3 separate regions of the Macaca mulatta genome follow, and regions 2 and 3 are each linked to region 1. Evidence: chromatin contacts called from public Hi-C data. All regions are on one chromosome and are shown on one strand. Each heading gives the region's core, a stretch centred on a gene start, on an enhancer-like site or on the middle of the called end of the contact. The rest is flanking DNA. Distances are from core to core; before and after follow the strand shown. Region 1 holds the start of SNX15 (sorting nexin 15). Region 2 holds the start of ZNHIT2 (zinc finger HIT-type containing 2). Region 3 holds the start of ATG2A (autophagy related 2A).

Region 1 (4,551 bases), core at 1,016-3,515:
TCAGGAGGCTGAAGCAGGAGAACTGCATGAACCCAGGAGGTGGAGGCTGCAGTGAGCTGAGACAGTACCACTGTACTTCAGCCTGGGCAACAGAGCAAGACTCTGTCTCAAAAAATATACACAAGGCCGGGCGCGGTGGCTCAAGCCTGTAATCCCAGCACTTTGGGAGGCCGAGGCGGGCGGATCACAAGGTCAGGAGATCGAGACCACAGTGAAACCCCGTCTCTACTAAAAATACAAAAAATTAGCCGGGCGCGGTGGCGGGCGCCTGTAGTCCCAGCTACTCAGGAGGCTGAGGCAGGAGAATGGCGGGAATCCGGGAGGCGGAGCTTGCAGTGAGCCGAGATCGCGCCACTGCACTCCAGCCTGGGAACAGCGTGAGACTCCGTCTTAAAAAAAAAAAAAAAAAAAAAAAAATATATATATATACACACACACATATATATATAGAGAGAGAGAGAGAGACAGAGGGAGAGTGAGAGAATGTGCTTTATATTTTATATATTTATTATATATAATACATTGTATATATAATATGTATAAAAATATATCAAAATAATGCATGTTGCTTGGTTTAAAAAGCCAATGGGAGGCCAGGTGTGGTGGCTCACACCTGTAATCCCAGCACTTTGGAAGGGTGAGGCCGGTGGATTACTTGAGGTCAGGAGTTCCAAACTAGCCTGGCTAACAAGGTGAAACCCCATCTCTACCAGAAAATACAAATATTAGCTGGGCACGGTGGCAGGCGCCTGTAGTCCCAGCTACTGGGGAGACTGAGGCAGGAGAATGGTGTGAACCCGGGAGGCGGAGCTTGCAGTGAGCCGAGATCGCGCCACTGCACTCCAGCCTGGGCGACAGTGCAGACTCCATCTCAAAAAAATAAACAAATAAACAACAACACAAAAAAGCCACTGGGAAGACTTATAATAAAAGGTTACAGTTCCTTGCCACATCCTTCCTACCCCAACCCCACCTCCAGTCTATCTTCCCAGGGACAACGTTTTTATTTGCATTTTTTAAAAGGGGTGTGTGTGTATGTGTGTGTGTGCATTTTAATATTGAGCTGGGGTCTCACTGTGTTGCCCAGGCTCATCTTGAACTCCTAAACTCAAGCAATCTGCTCCCTCAGCCTCCCAAAGTGCTGGGATTTACACGCATGAGCCACTGAGCCCGGCCTTATTTGCATTTATTTTTAGGCATGGAAAAGACAAACGATTTGGGGAAAGCATATTTTAAATAGCTAAGATTCTGCACTTAGACACTTTATAAGTGTCCTTACGTGCCTGCTTTGCTTTTATAGTTAACTAATGCACCAGCTTAATAGTCGCCTAGTTGAAAATTCTAAAAGTACAAAAAACTTACAGTAAAAAGTCTTCCCCAACTTCTGTCCCCAGTGACACAGTTCTTCTCCCTGGGGACCTTCTTGTTACCCGTTCTTGTATATCATTCTACAGGTGTCCTGTTTTACTATTTTTAATTATTTTCATGGTTTCCTCCATGTCTCTCTATAAATTGTGCTTATGATGTTGCTATCGCTTCATATATCAACTCTAGCCTTTCTCTCTTCCTGCTGTGACCTTGATATGGCGACTTACTCCTTAAGTCCTTCCGAACTGCATGAATTTTTTTTAACCATTGACCAGTATTATTTTCTGAAAAATTAAATACGGTTAAATTCGTTAAAGGGATTTTATGTAAGATCAAACAAACCAATAAACAAAACTTACTCTACGAGACTGGAGTACTAATAATTGGGTTAAACCAGAGTTTTCATGTTAGTTTACAGAAATTCACAGTCTGATGCCCAGACACTACACGCCGGGCGTGGGCATACACGCCTTGCTTGTCCGGGAACGGCCATCCACGCCCTTTTAAAAAAAGACAGCGCCCCCTCAGGGCCCCGCCCCGCTGATGGTTAAAGAAGTAAACGAACCCTTGTACTGCAACCGCCGCTTAAAGGGGAAACCCATTTCTGTCGTCTAAAAAGGGAGTGGTGGCTGCAGCGCCTTTCCTTAAGGTAAAACTCGGCGCCCCTCTAGTTAAAAGGGTAAAGTACGCGCTGGGCCCCACCTCACCTGCGCGGTTACTTTGTACTCGGTGTAGCCCTTGGGGTGCGTCCTGGGGTCCGACACTGTGTAGTGCCGCAGGAAGTCATCCTTCGCCTGGCGGGACATGAAACCGAGCTGGAGCGGAGCGGACTCCGCTTCCTCCCTGTCCCCACCCCTCCGGCCCGGCCTCCGACCGCCGCCGCCTCGCCTGGGCCTGCGCCCTTCTTCCTCCGGCCCAGGGATTTTATCGCAAGTGACAGCGCTGTTCCGATCCCGGGTGCGCGGCCAAGGGAGCGTCTGAAAAGTTCCTTCTCTGTGGTGAAGCGTAAACCCAAGTCATTGGAAAGATTGGTGGGGGAGGTTGTGATCACTCGTCTCATTTCTGCCGGGTGATCAAGCCCACCCTATCCAAGCGTAAACCCTTGTCACAGTCCTCCAAAGGACCTCTCCCCTGCTTCCCAAATCCCTGCTTTCATTCATCCACCCAACTCCTATTGTGCCCATTATGTGCAGGACAACGTCAAATTATTTCCCTGTCAGGATTCCCTAATTCATGTTTTCTGGAAAGTAGGGAAGCAAAGAACGCTGGAGAAGCAGGATGGTGTCATGGGCTCTGAGTCACTACTCTTACTAGCTGTAGGAGTTTCCCATAACTACTCAGCCTCAGTTTCTCATCTGTAGAATGGAGATGTTTGTAATAGAATCTATGTAGGTCAGTGGAGCTTTCTTGCAATGGACTTGCTGCCAGAACACAGGTGTCGTGAAAATCACCATTAAATCAAAGCCAAAATGGGGGTTTGGTGCCGTGGCTCACACCTGTAATCCCAGCATTTTGGGCGGTGGAGGCAGGTGGATCACTTGAGGTCAGGAGTTCAAGACCTGCCTGTCCAACATGGTGAAACCCCATTTCTACTAAAAATACAAAAATTAGCTGGGCGTGGTGGCGCACACCTGTAATTCCAGCTACTCCAGAGGTGGAACTGGCCGATGGCTTTAGCTCAGGAGGTTGAGGCTGCGGTGATCTGCAATCGCACCACTGCACTCCAGCCTGGGCAACAGAGTGAGACTCCATCTCAAAAGAAAGGGTGCAGGGGAAGGAAAAGACTCAGCTCAACATTGTCATCTGATTTGGGCAAGTCCACCACTACTGGCTATCTGATTTACAAGTGTGATGGGATCCACAAAAGAACCATCGAAAATTTTGAGGAGGCTGCTGAGATGGGAAAGGGCTCCTTCAAGCATACCTGGGTCTTGGGTAAGCTAAAAGTTGAACGTGAGAGTGCTATCACCACTGCTACCTCCCTGCTGGCAATTAAGACCAGTCAGTACTGGTCTTATGTGACCATCATCAATGGCCCAGGATGCAGAGACTTTACCAAAAACCTGATTACAGGCACATCTCAGGCTAACTGTGCTGCCCTGATTGTTGCTGCTAGTGTTGGTGAATTTGAAGCTGGTATTTCCAAGAATGGGCAGACACGTGAACACACCCTTCTGGCTTACACGCTGGGTGTGAAACTAATTGTTGGTGTTAACAAAATGGATCCCCATGGGCCATTCTAAAGAGGAGAGATGGGGGCCGGGCGTGGTGGCTCACACCTGTAATCCCAGCACTTTGGGAGGCTGAGGTGGGTGGATCACGAAGTCAGGAGCTCAAGACCAGCCTGACCAAGATGGTGAAACCCCATCTCCACTAAAAATACAAACATTAGCTGGGCCTGGTGGCGGGCACCTGTAATCCCAGCTTCTTAGGAGGCTGAGGCAGAGAATTGCTTGAAACCGGGAGGCAGAGGTTGCAGTGAGCTGAGATCGTGCCACTGCACTCCAGCCTGGGCAACAGAGTGAGACTCCATCTAAAAAAAAAAAAAAAAAAAAAAAAGAAGAAGAGGAGCGATGGGATAAATCATTAAGGAAATCAGCACCTACATTAAGAAATTGGCTACAACCCTGACATAGTAGTATTTGTGCCAATATCTGGTTGGAGTGGTGACAACAGGCGGGAGCCAAGAGCTCACATGCCTTGGCTCAAGGGATGGGAAGTCACCTGTAAAGATGGCAATGCTGTGGAACCACGCTGCTCAGAAGCTCTAGATCGCATCCTACCAACTCACAAGCTCTTGGTTCTGCCCTTCCAGATGTCCGCAATATTGGTGTTATTGATACTGTCACTGTGGGCCATGTGGAGACTGGTGTTCCCAGACCCGGCATGGGTTTTGAGACCTTTGCTCCAGTAAGTGTTAGAATTGAAGCAAAAATCTGTTGAAATGCAGCATGAAGCTGGGAAGCTTAAATATAATACATAGTATTTAGTGCAAAGGAAGCATTGTGAATAGCTACTCTTGTTCCTGGAACTCAGGTGTACAGGTGCGGTGCCTTGGTCTTCAGAAAGAAGCAAAGCATGGCTTGGGGCTCATGCCTGTAATCCCAGCACTTTGGGAGGCCAAGGCGGGAGGATTACTTGAGGCCAGGAGTTCGAGACCAGCCTGGGCAACAGGCTGCCCCT
Region 2 (4,784 bases), core at 693-3,192, 96 kb before region 1:
AGTCGCATAGTCATGGCTCACTGCAGCCTCCAAGTCCTGGGCCCAGGTGATCCTACTCAGCCTCCCAAGTAGCTGAGGACTGCAGGCATGCACCACCACTCCTGGCTAAGTTTTTGTACTTCTTGCAGAGACGGGGTTTTGTTGCTGTGTTGCCCAGGCTGGTCTTGAACTGGGCTCAAGTGATCCGCCCACCTTGGCCTCCCAAAGTACTGAGAGTACAGGTGTCAGCCACTGTGCCCAACTGAGAGGTCGTGTTTAAATGACATGTGTGAGACCTGAGATGAATAAATCAAGTGATCAGGTAGGGGAATATTTTAAGCCAAGAGGACTGTATGAAGATGGGGAAGAGGTGATGTCTAGGGGTGGGAGCAGATCCTGCAAGGCCTTGTCAGCCATGGAGAGAAGTTTAGGTTTGAGTCCAAATGCAATGGAGGGTCGCAGAAGGGTTTTGAGTAAGAGAAGGATCTGATCTGACTTGTGATCTAATTTATCTGGCAGGTTTTTCTGGAGGGCTGGCAAGAAAGGAAAAACACAATGTGTTGTCATCCACGTGAGGGGTCAGGAAGCTTAGACCACCAGTAGTAGTAGTAGGGATGCAAAGAACACTCACAGTTTGGTTCATCACACCTCCACTCCACCATAAGACTGAGCTCTGTTAGAACAGGGACCCCCAACTCCCTTTGATGTGCATTGTGTTCTTGGCACCTAGAATGGGGCCTGCACTTAATGAGATGGATGAATAGTGGTATTTAATAAGATACTTAATGAAGAGTCAGTTTTGGAGGAAAAATAGGAGCTCAAATATTTCTTTTTTTTTTTTTTTTTTTTTTTGAGACGGAGTCTCGCTCTGTCACCCAGGCTGGAGTGCAGTGGCCGGATCTCAGCTCACTGCAAGCTCCTCCTCTCGGGTTCACGCCATTCTCCTGCCTCAGCCTCCCAAGTAGCTGGGACTACAGGCACCCGCCACTTCGCCCGGCTAGTTTTTTGTATTTTTTAGTAGAGACGGGGTTTCACCGTATTAGCCAGGATGGTCTCGATCTCCTGACCTCATGATCCGCCCATCTCAGGCTCCCAAAGTGCTGGGATTACAGGCTTGAGCCACCGCGCCCGGCCTCAAATATTTCTTAAATACTGCTTTTTGTTTTTTTGAGGTGGAGTTCCTCTCTGTGGCCCAGGCTCCCAGGCTGGAGGGCGGTGGCGCGATCTCAGCTCACTGCAACCTCCACCTCCTGGGTTCAAATGATTCTCCTGCCTCAGCCTCCGGAGTAGCTGGGACTACAGGCACCCGTCCCTCACGCCCGGCTAATTTTGTATTAGTAGAGATGGGGTTTCTCCATGTTGGTCAGGCCGTGGTCAAACTTCTGACCTCAGGTCATCTGCCCGCCTTGGCCTCCCAAAGTGCTGGGATTATCGGCGTGAGAGCCACCGCATCCGATCCCAACTGCCCTTTTATTCGTCTGTGTCCTCTAGTGCATTTTATTTGTCTGTGTACAGCGCAGGGATGCATCGCCTTTCTGAGGCTTGGCACAATTAGTGGCCCAGGGTAGGTGTTTAGTAAAGTGGATTTCTGCCACAGCGCATTATAGAGCTAAAGAGAGAGGGTTTTCTCTTTAGATGATCGGGCCACGTTTTGGTGTGACCGCTAGGGGGAGAGGTGGCACCGGCGGAGCGCTCGCCAGACCCATTTTTCCGCTCCTTGCGTCATCGCACAGGGCGGGGCTCGTACCTGACGCCCGGCGTCTGGGCCTGCTCTCACCCTACTAGGGAAAGGGGTGGGGCTCGGCTTTCCGGCGTGGGCGGAAATTGCTCAGAATCCTCGGGAGCTTTGCGAAACGACAGACCGTCGTCGACCCCGCGGTGAGCCGGAAGTAATTGAATAAGCCCCGGAAGTTTGGAACTATCGCCGGCGTGCGTTCGCAGGTAGATCGCGGTGCCGGTTGCTATGGAGCCGGTCGGGCCTTGTGGTTTCTGCCCGGCGGGGGAGGCCCAGCCCGCGCGTTACACCTGCCCTCGCTGTAATGCGCCCTATTGCTCGCTGCGCTGCTACCGGACGCATGGCACCTGCGCAGAAAACTTCTACCGTGACCAGGTGCTGGGAGAGCTCCGCGGCCGCAGCGCCTCGCCCAGCCGCCTGGCAAGCGCCCTACGCCGGCTGCGTCAGCAACGCGATACCGAGGACGAGCCTGGGGAAACAGGCCTTAGCCCCGGCCCGGCGCCCGGCGGCCTCTCGGGACTGTGGGAGCGGCTGGCGCCGGCCGAAAAAACTGCCTTCGAGCGGCTGCTGAGCCGTGGTGAGGCCGGGCGGCTGCTTCCTCCATGGCGGCCGTGGTGGTGGAAGCGCGGAGCCGGACCGTGGCGGCTTCTGGAGGAGCTGGATGATGTCCCGGGCAGTGATGCCGCGGGGCTGGAGCCCGCCCTTGCGAGGACCCCGCCGGAATCTATGAACGATGCCTTCGCCGCGGAGCTCGCGGCTGCCGAGCTGGTTCTTGGAGATGTCCCGGGGGCCTGCACGCCCGCCATACCCACCCGCATCCCCACGCTGGTCAGCCTGAGCCGCGGCCCAGTCTCGCCGCTCGTGCGCTTCCAGCTGCCCAATGTGCTGTTCGCCTACGCGCATACTCTCGCCCTGTATCACGGCGGTGACGACGCACTGCTCTCTGACTTCTGTGCTACACTGCTCGGCGTTTCCGGAGCCCTGGGTGCCCAGCAAGTCTTCGCCTCTGCGGAAGAAGCCCTGCAGGCCGCAGCCCACGTGCTGGAAGCAGGCGAACACCCGCCTGGGCCCCTGGGCACACGAGGGGCTATGCACGAGGTCGCTCGCATCCTGCTGGGTGAGGGCCCGACCAACCAGAAAGGCTACACGCTGGCAGCACTGGGAGACCTGGCAAAGACCCTGGGCCGTGCCCGGAAACAGGCTGTGCTTAGAGAAGAGCGAGATCATCTTTACCGGGCCCGGAAAAAGTGCCAATTCCTCCTGGCCTGGACCAATGAAAATGAGGCGGCCCTCACACCCCTGGCTCTAGATTGCGCCAGGGCTCACCAAGCCCATGCTGTGGCAGCCGAGGAGGTGGCCGCCCTCACTGGGGAGCTGGAGCGGCTTTGGGGAGGCCCCGTGCCACCTGCCCCAAGGACTCTCATTGAGGAGCTCCCTGGCTGAACTGGGGACCCTGGTCATTAATAAAGCTGTGAGTGGTCAGCCCTGTTGCCTGTTTCTGAAGGATAGCTATTGTCCTACCAGGCCCCCAGAGTCCTGGGCCCACAAGCCACTGCTCAGCTTCTCCCTGATCAGTGCTGACCCAGCCAGTCCTAGGGGAGAGAAGTGCACCAATGGTTCCCAATGTTTATCCAAAGGAGGAAGAGCATCTCCGATTTTGGTCACTGGTTTCATTTTTTTCCTTGCTCTAAACCACCTCTTCTCTGAGGCTGTTCATCCTCAGGGCTGGGTGGGGTACAAGCCCTTGAGTCCCAAGTGTGTCCAGGCTCCTGGTCTTGGGTGTGCTGGTGGATGAGTGGGCATATGCCCCCACCTGGGGTGGTGGAGCCGCTTCAGTAGATGTAGGGCACGATGCGGTAAGGCACACGCCGGCAGTACTCCTGCCATGCCAGGCCATACTTCTGCAGGCACTGCCGCTCATCCCGGGCCTCACGGTGCACCAGCAGCGCGGTGAAGTAGAGGAGGTAGAAGTAGGGCAGCAGGTGTGACACCCCTGTAGAGAAGGAGGCTCTGTGACCACCCTGCCAGCCCCCTCCACCCCCCAGTTCGCAAACATTTCCACACCTAATGGCTCATGTGGGCATCAGGGCTCAGCAGCAAAAGCTCCAGGGTCTGCATCTAGGCATACCGTACTAGGTTGGCACAGAGGTGTGCCCCAGCCACACACTGGGTCCATCCCAGCTCTCTGACTACTCTCACTGGTGCATACCCAAAGTAGGCATCCTGTGGTCGCTGAGCCACCCCTTCCCCTCATATGTTCCTGCCCCTATCCACATGGGCCACTCACCACAGGGCAAGGACCAAGCCAGAGCCATGATGAGGTCTCCAAGGTAGTTGGGATGGCGGACCATACCCCACCACCCAGACACCAGCAGTTTCCGCCCTGTGGCTGTAGAGATGGTCTCAAGCCCTGGAGAAAGATAGCAGGTGGGGAGTTCCCAGGAAACCCAGCGGCCCCACCTCACCCATGGCCCTAGAGACCCAGCTCACCAGCCACTCTGGGGTCAGAAGGATTCTTTCGGAAAGTGTTTTTCTGGGAATTCGCCCCACGGAAGATGTAGTAACCAATAGCTGGTGAGAGAGTGTGAAAAAGTGGTCAGGGTCAAGGGTTGCAGCCTCCTGCCTGACCCTGACCATCTGCCCAATCTGTCTGCAGCCCAGACTCTGCCTGGACACCCAGGACCCCACCCCTGGCTTTAGAGAGGACCCTGGCAGTTAGCACCTATGTGGTGTGCATGTAAACAGAGCATGAATGAAAAGGAGAGGGGAAAGATGGGCCCAGCCTGCTGCCCCTTCCTGACTGACCATTGATGAGGCAGATGGCGGAAGCCATGGGCAACCCCAGGGGCTGCGGGTGGCGCAGCAGGAACTGGGCTTGCAGGCTGTAGGTGAAGGGCACCCAGGCTATGTCCCCAAATGCCAGCATGAAGCCAAACCCGTCATGTGTGATATCCATGGTGGTGAGGATGGCCTCCTGCAAGGACAAGACCCAGACACACTGGCTTAGTCCCCATGCGGCCCTCAGATACCCACCCTTGTCCAGTCCAGCCTCACCTCATGCCAGAGGGCA
Region 3 (4,350 bases), core at 797-3,296, 120 kb after region 1:
TCTCGGCCTCCCAAAGTGCTGGGATTACAGGCTTGAGCCACGGCGCCCGGCCTTTTTTTTGTATTTTTTAGTAGAGACGGGGTTTCACCGTGTTAGCCAGGATGGTCTCGATCTCCTGACCTCGTGATCCGCCCGCCTTAGCCTCCCAAAGTGCTGGGATTACAGGCTTGAGCCACTGCGCCCGGCCCATAAGCACTTTCTGAATTGCTGTCCTATCAGCCTGCCTCCCTGAATGGAGCCTGTTCCTTCCTGGTAATGAACTGTCTCCACCTACTAACTCAAGCCCAGTTACAGAGGATAAAACTGAGGGTCACAAGAGGAGAAGAAACCACCCATGGGTGGGACTGGAATACAGGTCCCTGCCCCGTGGGCCAGGGTGGTTGCCCTTGCTTCAGGCTGAGTTTTGGCATTAGAATTTAAGAGTCCAGCTCCCAAGTAAGATTAAAATGGAAACACAGGCTAGGCGGGGTAGCTCACACCCGTAATCCCAGCTACTCAGGAATCCTTTGAACCCAGGAGGCAGAGGTTGCGTGAGCCGAGACTGTACCACTGCACTCCAGCCTGGGCAACAGAGCAAGACTCCGTCTCAAAATAAATACATAAATAAATGAAAATAAAATAGAAACATAGGCTGGGCGCGGTGGCTCATGCCTGTAATCCCAACACTTTGGGAGGCCAAGGCGGGCTGATCACCTAAGGTCAGGAGTTCGAGACCAGCCTGACCAACACGGTAATTAGCCGGGTGTGGTGGCTCACACCTGTAATCCCAGCTACTCCGGGAGGCCGAGGCAGGAGAATAATTTGAACCCAGGAGGCAGAGGTTGCAGTGAGCCAAGATTGTGCCACTGAACTCCAGCCTGGGTGACAGAGCAAGACTCCGTCTCAAAAAGAAAAGAAAAGAAACATAATTATCTATGGCTGTTCCTGAAGTTGCCCATGATGTAAGAGGTTTTGTGTGGCCGCCCCCTACAGAGCAATGGTTGGCAAACTTTTTCTGTGAAGGGCCAGAAAACAAATATTTTAGGCTTTGCAGGCCTCTGTCTCAAGTACTGAATTCTGCTCTTGTAGCAAGAAAGCAACCCTGGACAGAACTTGCGCAAATGAGCATGGCTGTGTGACACCAAAACATTATTTATAAACACTGGAATGTGAATTCCATATGATTTTCATATGCCATGAAATGTTCATTCTTCTTTTGATTTTTTCCCTAACCTTTTAAAAAACATAAAAACCATACTTAGCTCACAAGCTGTACAAAAACAATGCCCCCCTGCTTAAAGGAGGCAGAATCCATTCTTTGATTTTAGGACTAGAGATATGAAAAGCTATTATTATTCCAGAGAGGTGCCTAAGGCCTGATTCACGGCAGAGAGAAGGGAGGGTCAGTTAATCTCCCGCTGAGCATTCCGGGGTGAGGAGGGAAAAAAAGACCTTCCTTGGTGATGGACTCAGAACCTTTATTTTTGTTTGTTTTTGAGGCAGGGTCTCTCTTGTGTCTAAATCTCTTTTCTTACCTGTAAAGCGGTGGCAATAATCCCTACCTTGAACGATTGTTAAGAGGGCTCAATGAGATAAAGGGTGGTAAAGGATTTTGCAAAATGCAAATGTTTACCCACTTAATTGTTTCCACAGATGCGCGCTTAAGATCGCGCACTGAGTTTATTCCTCTGGGGAAGGCTTCTGCGAAGTTTGCTGGGACACTGTACCTTTAAATCCTCCCCAACCACTTAAAGTGGTTGGACGAATCAGCACATGCGCATTCCTTTGCGGGGCCGGCACCTGGAGCAACAGCCTTCCCAGAGCCTGTAGAAGGAAGGTTAAAGGTCCGCCCACACAGTACTTTACGCAAGCGTAAATCATGATTGAGGGCATTATATCATGCAGAGAGCCCAGTCCCTTTTTCGCGCCCGAAGGCTCCGCCCCGCGCAGCCAATCAGTAGGCCTCACCCTTTGCAATAGCCAATGACAGTGAGCGTAGGGGCGTGGCTGGGCGTCCGGGGGCGCGGCCTGGCGCCTAGAGAAGCGGCGGGGCGAGCCGGGGGCTCTAGTGAACAGCAGAGCCGGACGGGGATCGCCGGCGGGCGGCAAGCGGAGGCGGCCCGGCCCCGGCGGTCTCCGAGATGTCACGATGGCTGTGGCCATGGTCAAACTGTGTGAAAGAGCGGGTCTGCCGCTACTTGCTGCACCACTACTTAGGTCACTTCTTCCAAGAGCACCTCAGCCTGGACCAGCTCAGCCTCGATCTGTACAAGGGCAGCGTTGCCCTGCGAGACATCCACCTGGAAATCTGGGTGAGAAGCCAGGCCCGAGGCCAGGAAGGTGCGGAGGGCGGGAGCGCAGCGACCTGAGGCTCCCTGCGGAAAGATCGGGCCGGGGGGATCAGGCACCGGGCGTAGAGAGGCCAGGGGAATCTTGCCCTCTCCAGGCGTCAGAGGCACCCCGGCTGGCTGCTTCAGTTCCTTACCAGAGCCAGAAACTGAGCGGGAAGGGGTTTCCATCTCCACAGGAGGAGAAACTGAGGCTGGAGAGGGCAAGATCACCTGTCTGGAGAATGCAAGACAAACTCGTCGAGTTTGGGGGCTGAGTTAAGGAGGGTGGCCGAGGAGGGGCTGGGGAGGTAGCATAGGAACCGAGCTGGGCCAGGGCAGTGACAGACTTGGGCCTGTGCAGCTGGTCGGGGAAGCTGGTAGGAGTCCGGAGCCCTGGCGAGGACACCTGTGGATCATGTGCCCTGACCTCTTGACCCCACGGTCCTGGGCCCGTAGGTGGGATCAACAAACCACTGGATGTGTATGTCAACAACCGCGTCAGCACCAGTGTTGATCAACACCTTGTGTGCCTGGGTCGCTGCCTACTTCCTGTTTTTGGGAGAGTGGGATGGGCTAAGTGGGTGTCTAGGGAGGGACTGGATGGCCCCCACCCACATCTCCCACCCACCCACCGGGGTCAGTGTCCCTGCCTCGAGGGGGGCCCTCGAGGAAAGGTCGGGAGATCTGGCTTCAAGCCTGGAGGAGGCCAAGGGAGATGCCAGGGAGGCCAAGAGGTGTGAGGTCTGGGTCAGAGACTTGAGGCTGGGAATGGTAAGGAGCCCTGACTCACAGCTCAGCTGACCTGGGGAGCTTTGAAGGAGCCACCAATTAGAGGCACGTCCTGGTCAATCCACCAGGTCCAGAGCAGCAGGGGTGGGCATGGAGGCAGGGACTTCTCAGTTTTGTGGCTGGACTCAGGGGTCTGCTAATCTGGATGGAAGAGCTAGGCTTTGGGGGTAGGCCAGGCCCTGGTGAGCAAATGTGGGGTAGGATAACCCTCGGCCCTGAACTGGGGGCACCTCCCAGTGGCCTGCTGTCTGTGAATTATGGTGTAGGAAGCCCTCTCTGACCTGTAACCTTAGCCTCTAAGGCTGGCCTGAAAGACGGCCCAGACTTCTAGGCTGCCCCTTTTTTATTTTATTTTTATAGAGACAGGATTTCGCTATGTTGCCCAGGCTAGTCTTGAACTCCTGAAGCGATCCTCCCACCTCAGCCTCCCAAAGTGCTGAGATTACAGGCGTGAACCACCATACCCAGCCCTAGGCTTCCCCTTTTTACTTTCAGCTCCAGAAAACGCCCCTACTCGTGTTCCCTGCCCTCTTGCTGGGGGTCGAATTGGCTTCTCTAGGGCCCTGGTGGAATGCATGTGCTTTCTTGATAACCAGCCTCTCCTCCCAGCTCAGCCTGCAGACCCCACCTTGAAGGCCCCCAAAGAAGCTGAGTGCCTAGGACCTCTGAAGTGGCCTGAAGAGAGAGAGGCCCGGATCCCAGTCTCAGTCCCTGTTGTTTACTGGGTGACTAGATTAGTCCTGTCTCTAGGCCTCAGTTTCCCGAGCTGTGGGTCTCTGGGTGAGGAATTTGGACTCCATCTGCTCTGCCATGTGCTTTTTTATTCTTGGATCCGACCAGTTTACTGAGGCCCTTTCTGGGTGGCACCTGGGGTCACGGGGGAAGCAGGTGGGGTACAGCCTTCAAGGAGCTTCCAGGTTGGCAGGGGTACAACTCCAGCATGGACATTTTAGCCAGGGGCTCAGCCTTGTGCCTCACAGAGAGGTACAGCTACACTAGGTGTTTGGGGTTGAGGGGGGGTCCCATCTGGCATCAGGTCAACCCCTCTCTCCTGGACACTGTCCCTTTGAACTCTCCTCACCCAGGGTGAACATGGGTTTTCCAGACTCTGCCAGACATGTACCCATGTTGTCCTGTGCCTGCAACACACCACCTTCTACCAGCGCCTACCCCCCTCCCTTTATTCTTCAGCTTGCCCCTCCTCTGACAGACCAGGCTGGGTTAGGCGTCTTCCCCATGGCCCCCTCACCAA

The links. A called contact is a pair of places that touch in the nucleus more often than the background predicts.
Region 2: a contact with region 1 is called in a Hi-C map of CD4 T cells, with 2.3 times the contacts expected there. The contact joins the promoter of ZNHIT2 here to the promoter of SNX15 in region 1. A contact is called at or near these places in 2 of 14 Hi-C or Micro-C datasets (CD4 T cells and liver).
Region 3: a contact with region 1 is called in a Hi-C map of fetal cortex germinal zone, with 2.0 times the contacts expected there. The contact joins the promoter of ATG2A here to the promoter of SNX15 in region 1. A contact is called at or near these places in 6 of 14 Hi-C or Micro-C datasets (CD4 T cells, cortical neurons, fetal cortex germinal zone and 3 more).

Annotation. Positions count from the first base shown.
Region 1 is chr14:9,355,493-9,360,043 of T2T-MMU8v2.0, forward strand. SNX15 (sorting nexin 15) reads right to left here and starts at 2,266. Exons shown (of 7, transcript XM_077962414.1): 1 at 2,076-2,266. The coding sequence starts at 2,174.
Region 2 is chr14:9,259,808-9,264,591 of T2T-MMU8v2.0, forward strand. ZNHIT2 (zinc finger HIT-type containing 2) reads left to right here and starts at 1,943. Exons shown (of 1, transcript XM_001114311.5): 1 at 1,943-3,196. The coding sequence starts at 1,943. The coding sequence ends at 3,157. It overlaps TM7SF2 (transmembrane 7 superfamily member 2), which reads right to left. Exons shown (of 11, transcript XM_015113808.3): 7 at 4,769-4,784; 8 at 4,520-4,688; 9 at 4,205-4,285; 10 at 4,002-4,124; 11 at 3,370-3,707. The coding sequence ends at 3,547.
Region 3 is chr14:9,473,082-9,477,431 of T2T-MMU8v2.0, forward strand. It overlaps ATG2A (autophagy related 2A), which reads left to right and starts at 2,047. Exons shown (of 41, transcript XR_013403549.1): 1 at 2,047-2,291.